2 separate regions of the Oncorhynchus mykiss genome follow, and region 1 is linked to region 2. A link is a contact called in public Hi-C data. All regions are on one chromosome and are shown on one strand. The core of a region is the stretch at or near the end of the contact, and the rest is flanking DNA. Distances in the headings are between cores, read along the strand shown. Region 1 holds the start of LOC110506740 (chromodomain-helicase-DNA-binding protein 9). Region 2 overlaps LOC110506740 (chromodomain-helicase-DNA-binding protein 9).

Region 1 (3,084 bases), core at 146-2,645, 68 kb after region 2:
TATACATAACAAATAAATAGGCGTCGTCGATTTCAGAGTCCTGGTGACTTATTATCTAAGCACCCTCAACAACAACAAAAAATACAAATAACAAGTGCAGCCACAATAACGACATAGAGACAGAAACAATGCAGCATCAAACTGTCCAAACTCACAAACCCGTCGTCTGTCGACGATCCAACTCCATCATGGATTCAGAAATCAAAATAGAATTTGCACAAACTACATCTACGTGCAACGGACATCCATGATAATCATCAATCGATTTGAATCAACTGGCTGCTGATTACACTCGTTTGTAAAGACGTTAAATAAGAATAATCCCAAGAATAACAGTGTTATTACGAAGTAAGAAAGGTTAATAAGTATCCTATTGCATTGTTGAATTTTTACTTTAGAATAGGTTCTAGAATCCCTCAATTAACCACACCTGGTTTGTGTGGCACAGCGAGAATCTGTAACAATGAACCCATGATAGAAAGAAGCCCGTCTGTAATGGCCACTAACCTCAGCATCCTCCGAGTGCAGCTATGGCTCGTGGCTATCTGAGCATCGAATCTTCACAACAGCCTTGCTGCACCTTATAGTAAAAAGGCTGCTTGGCACTCGATGTGTTTCCCAATCACAACAGGCTACCTAGTTAGAGAAATTAGCTGAATCTTAACTTTCTGAATCTGAAAGTCAGGTGGCAAGCCTTAGGGATTCTTTCCCACCATCTGTTCTTCTCGAGACTCGAATCGTACACGTGTCCCCACTTGTCTCCTCTCGACTTCAGTGGTGTCGTGACGCCTCTGCTGAGTAGGAGAGGAGGGAAAGCTGGATGGGGGTCGACAGTCATTCATTAAGAACAATGCAATAGATTGACCACAGACAATCCAACCAGTTGTTGATGGACCCGACCGAGTTTCGTTGAGACCCCCGACTGATATCACTTTACCCTCTGCATGCACATTCATGGTAACGATGCTGAGCTGGCTCGAGGCTCGTACCCCATCACAGCGGGTCGCTGTCAGTTGAGAAGCGCCATCAATAACTTTAGTAACACGAATGCAATAATTCGAACTCTGAGAATCATTATGGAAATGGGATAACTCACAATGTTCCGCGAGCCATTTGACTGATATTGTAGTTAGCTAGTTGGGTGCTTTTCAGACCGGGATTCTCACTGTTAACGTAACGTTAGTGACCACAGCTGAGCGTCACTGTCTCTCAGTCATTTGAATGACGGTTTGCTCCCAGAGTTCAAAGCTCTGTGTGGAGCCAATACTTTCTATTTATGACGAGAAAATGGTTTTATTACTTACCGAAGTGACGAAAAATCCGTTGACTGAAAATTATAAGAGCGAAGTTAACTAGTTGACCAGAGCGGTTCCACTGCTGCTGACGTGACGAATCGATGACACAATTTGCATATCAGTTACTTGCTCTCTGATTGGACAATTGAGAAGTCGTTCAATTTTTATAATCTCAGATTACATTTGGAGCCGGTTCCACATGGACAAATTTCATTTTCAATTTTGTGCCATAGTAACTCCTCATATGTAAAAATAAAATGACAAATATTAGACCAAATTGGTTATAAAGGCATGACACACAAGATGGCCGCGGTAGATCTGAAGCCAATCCGCGGAGGTTTTACTTTGATAACACAAACCTGTAGTCTCCCGGATAATAATGTTGACTCTGACAGGCGAGATAGTTGGAAAATAACATGGCAACCTGTCGTTAGTGTGTTGTGACCCCCAGTGGCTCTTCACAGTACTGCTAAACCAAGTCAGTATGGTCTTGACGTGAACCATAAATCTATGCCTGACAGCATGAGATCAGAAATAGTGGAAAGGTTTTCTAAAATCGATGAGATCCAACCAGATTTTTCACACATACTTCCACGCGCTCCTTTTGATTATTCTGAAAGTTAAATCAAAGAACATGCCTTCATTTCGGGAAGTATTACTGGGGAAAGTTAAAAACGTTTTTGGCCTCGCGTGCCTCTGAGGCTCCGAAATTTTTCAACACGAACATCGTATGTTCAGTTCACCCCTGGTTATCAACCTGTTCAGCTGATTTATTAAGAGCAAATGTATGCTTGATCTGAAAATATGGTTTATAAGCGCCGTATGGATGGTGTCACGCATTTGCGGAGTCTGGAGTCACAAAGGCCAAATTGAGCTCTAACACGTTGTCGTGCGACATGACCCACACACCCTTATGTGATGAATAAAGGCTACTTAGATCTCCACAGCTAGTCAATGGCAAACAGTGCTTACCTCAAACCTTAATCACTACATACATGTACATCACAGCTGTCCAAAGCACTGCATCTCAGGGCTTGAGGTGTCACTAGACACTGGTTTGATTTCAGGCTGAATCATCTATCAGCCATGATTGGGAGCCCCACAGGGCAGCGTACAATTGGCCCAGCACCAGCCGGGTTATGCAGTCATTGTAAATAATAATTTGTTCTCAACTGATGTACCTAGTTATATAAAGGCTCATTTTAACACAGTCATTGGTATGCATTGTCATGTTTATTTCCTTTCAAAGAAAAGCTTTCCAAACTCACTACCTATACAGCGTGAACTGTTGACTGAAGATTTGGTTCCATATAGGAACGTTAAAATGAGAAGTCCACATATGCATTGTTTTACCAAATTCAACAGTCCAGACAGCATGTGTTTACTTCATTTCACAGCAATATAGTGCCAAGTAGCCAAAAGCTTGAGCAAAACAATGTCTGTTGAGGGCTGCCATTCCCACAGCACATTTTTATTTAGACAAACCTTTAATCAGCTCAATAAGGGTAAATAGAACATTCAAAACTATTTAAAAGCAATGTAAAGATAGCCGTGATTTAACGTTGCATATTCATTAAAACCATACCTGCAATATATATTACCCATCTCGCCTGTAGTTTACACAGTAAAGAAATTAAAAAAAAGATACCAAACCATAATCCAAAAGGATGCAAATTCCCCCCCACCCCAAAAATGTAGTGTTGGTTTAATTTAATTTCAGTCAAATATGTTTGGGGAAAAAAATAATACCCAAGGTTAGAGTCCATCTTCAGTCTGAAGTCATTGAAAA
Region 2 (3,117 bases), core at 531-3,030:
ATGAGAAACAAGAATCTCTGGTCTGATGAAACCAAGATTGAACTCCAAGCGTCACGCCTGAATGCCAAGCGTCACGTCTGGAGGAAACCTGGCACCATCCCTACAGTGAAGCATGGTGATGGCAGCATCATGCTGTGGGGATGTTTGCCTCGATCTTGACTGGTCTCCCAGTCCCTGCCGCTGAAAAAGATGAACGGAGCAAGGTACAGAGAGATCCTTGATGAAAACCTGCTCCAGAGCGCTCAGGACCTTGGACTGGGGCAAAGGTTCACCTTCCAACAGGACAACAACCCTAAGCACACAGCAAAGACAACACAGGAGTGGCTTCGGGACAAGTCTCTGAATGTCCTTGAGTGGGCCAGCCAGTGCCTGGACTTGAACCTGATCGAACATCTCTGGAGAGACCTGAAAATAGCTGTGCAGCAACGCTCCCCATCCAACCTGACAGAGCTTGAGAGGATCTGCAGAGAAGAATGGGAGAAACTCCCCAAATACTTGTAATACATTTTGAAAAACATGTTTTTGCTTTGTCATTATGGGGTATTGTGTGTTGATTGATGAGGGAAAAAAATATTTAATCAATTTTAGAATAAGGCTGTAACATAACAAAATATGGAAAAAGTCAAGGTGTCTGAATACTTTCCGAATGCACTGTATAAGTCCATGCTAATACTCCTGTGTCTCTTCCCTCGTCCGAACTTCGTTACCTAACTACAAAAAGGGAAAACACAGTGGCACATCCATCTCATTGAACTGTGACATAGAGTCCTTCACGGGTCCAAAAATATTGACCCATTTGAAATGGACCTGGGGCTTTCCCATCTGGACCCGATATGCATAAATAAAAACATTTTTTATATAGAGACCCCTTCCGAAAGGACCCGAGGACAACTAGACCCGTTCCATATAGACCTGGTTGTCCGATCCGAGTGAAGGAAGCAGCAGAAAAGTATATTTTTAAGCTACTTTATTAATTAACTGGAGCTGATAAAGTGTGAGGGAGTGGAGGTAAACATAGGTGAAGCTCGGGTAGGGGCTGTGCTGTGTGTGTAGGCTACTGAGAGTGTGAGCGAGTGACACGGGAATAGGGAGGTGGGAGGAAGAGACAGCAACCAACCAAGTAGACTCTCGCTATAGTAGACTAATAGCTGCCATAGATAGAAAATGTATCATCCAATATGATTATGTAGCCTGTCTTGACTGCATCAAACTGCTAGGCTAATTGAGAATGCATGTGCTTTCTCATCCTGCTCAGTTAAACAACAACAACTCCATTCAGAATGGAGCTTAGCTGTTGGCTCTTGGTCGTTGTAGCCTATCATTCTCCTTTCATTTTTAATTACAGAATTTGAATTCCATCTTCCATTGACTCAATATCTCCTAACACAGAGGCTCTATGGCTGTAGCCTATTGCCGCTTTGATGACTTATGATTGGCCAACAACAACAGCAAGCTACACGTGCCACTCTCGTTAAAAGAGTGGCACGTTTAGCTTGGGGTCCTGGATTGGGTCTCAGGTATTCGGGTACAGGTGGATCCGGGAAGACCTCTACTGTGAAGTCCTCAGCCTAGACATGTACCGTATATGTCTGTATATGTCAGTATTGTACAGGCCTATGTCTGTTCTAAGTGCTCTAAACGCCCTACATAACCTGAGATCAGACACACAGATAATACAACAGCTCCCTCCCTCCCGGGGCTGTACTCCTGTCTTCTCTCTGTGTGTGCTCCAGATCATTCCTCCCTCATTCCCTCTGTCATGCACATTATCTCTCACCTTGTCTTCCTCCACCCCTCTCCTCCCCCTGTACTCTCTCACACAGCAACAGGAACAGAAGCTCTCTAGCTCTGTCTGATACGCTCCAAAACACGGCAAGGCTCACACGAGCAGACACGCAGTAAGTAGATTCCTTCTCACATAACACCAACTACTCTGAAAGAGGTACTCACACATACACACGCACACATAACTAACTACAGTGCCCTCCGTAATGATTGGGACAGGGAAGAATTGTATTTTTTATTTTGGCTCTATACTGCAACAGTTTGAATTTGTAATCAAACAATGACTATGAGGTTAAAGTGCAGACTGTCAGCTTTAATTTTAAGGTATTTTCATCCATATTGGGCAACAGTTTGAAATGACAGAATTTTAAGGGACTAAAAGTATTGGTAAAAATTCACCTATGTGTATTACATTTAAGTATTTGGTCCCATATTCATAGCACGCAATGACTACATCAAGCTTGTGACTCTAGAAACTTGTTGGATGCATTTGCTGTTTGTTTTGGTTGAGTTTCTGATTATTTTGTACCCAATAGAAATGAATGGTAAATAATGTATTGTGTCACTTTGGAGTCACTTTAATTGTAATTAAGAATAGAATGTTTCTAAACACTTCTAAATTAATGTGGATGCTACCCTGATTATGGATAATCCTGAATTAATTGTGAATAATGATGAGTGGGAAAGTTACAGATATACAAATATCATACCTCCCAATAAAATGCTAACCTCCCCTGTTATTATAATGGTGAGAGGTTCGCATGTCTTGGGAGTATGATATTTGTGCGTCTAACTTTCTCACTTCAGTACATACTGTATAATTTCTAAATGTTTCACCTGATATGGATGAAAATACCCTCAAATTAAAACTGAAAGTCTGCACATCAAACTTGTTGTCATTGTTCGAGTTCAAATCCAAACTTTTGGAGTATAGAGCCAAAAGAAGAAGAAATGCTTCACTGTGCTAGCCTGTCTCTAGTTAAGCGATAGAAGACTCCCTCTGGGCTTATGCTCCAATACAGTACAGTGGAACCAGGAAAATTAGCCAGCCAGTCAGTCATCCAGCCAAACACAGCCAGTCATTCAACCAGCCAGGCATTCATCCTGCCTAGTGCTTACAGCCAATACCACAGCCTAGCCTGTCTCAGTCACACTAAGCTGGTCTCTTCCTCACACACTGGTCCTCGGCCACACGCTAGGCAAGGTCTAGGATACACTATCCCACCTGGACATTTCCCACTAAATAAGGGCTGATATTGGCTGTGGTGGTTTAGATGGAGCCAAAGGGAGAGAGAGGGTGCTAGAGAGAAGGCACAAAACATACACACACAA

The links. A called contact is a pair of places that touch in the nucleus more often than the background predicts.
Region 1: a Hi-C map of liver shows a contact between it and region 2, with 3 times the contacts expected there. The contact joins the promoter of LOC110506740 here to the enhancer-like site in region 2. A contact is called at or near these places in 2 of 3 Hi-C or Micro-C datasets (blood and liver).

What each region holds. Positions count from the first base shown.
Region 1 is chr26:36,912,265-36,915,348 of USDA_OmykA_1.1, forward strand. It overlaps LOC110506740 (chromodomain-helicase-DNA-binding protein 9), which reads right to left and starts at 1,396. Exons shown (of 40, transcript XM_036963373.1): 1 at 1,305-1,396. It overlaps LOC110506741 (AKT-interacting protein), which reads right to left. Exons shown (of 11, transcript XM_021586581.2): 11 at 2,510-3,084.
Region 2 is chr26:36,843,886-36,847,002 of USDA_OmykA_1.1, forward strand. The region is part of intron 3 of LOC110506740 (chromodomain-helicase-DNA-binding protein 9); the gene reads right to left. Among protein-coding and RNA genes, the nearest start is that of LOC118944405, 44 kb to the left of the region's middle. Within about 2 kb of position 1,781, at least 4 of the 11 cell types and tissues checked have an H3K27ac peak or open chromatin away from gene starts, as enhancers often do. A contact at or near this core is called in liver, where this site is marked.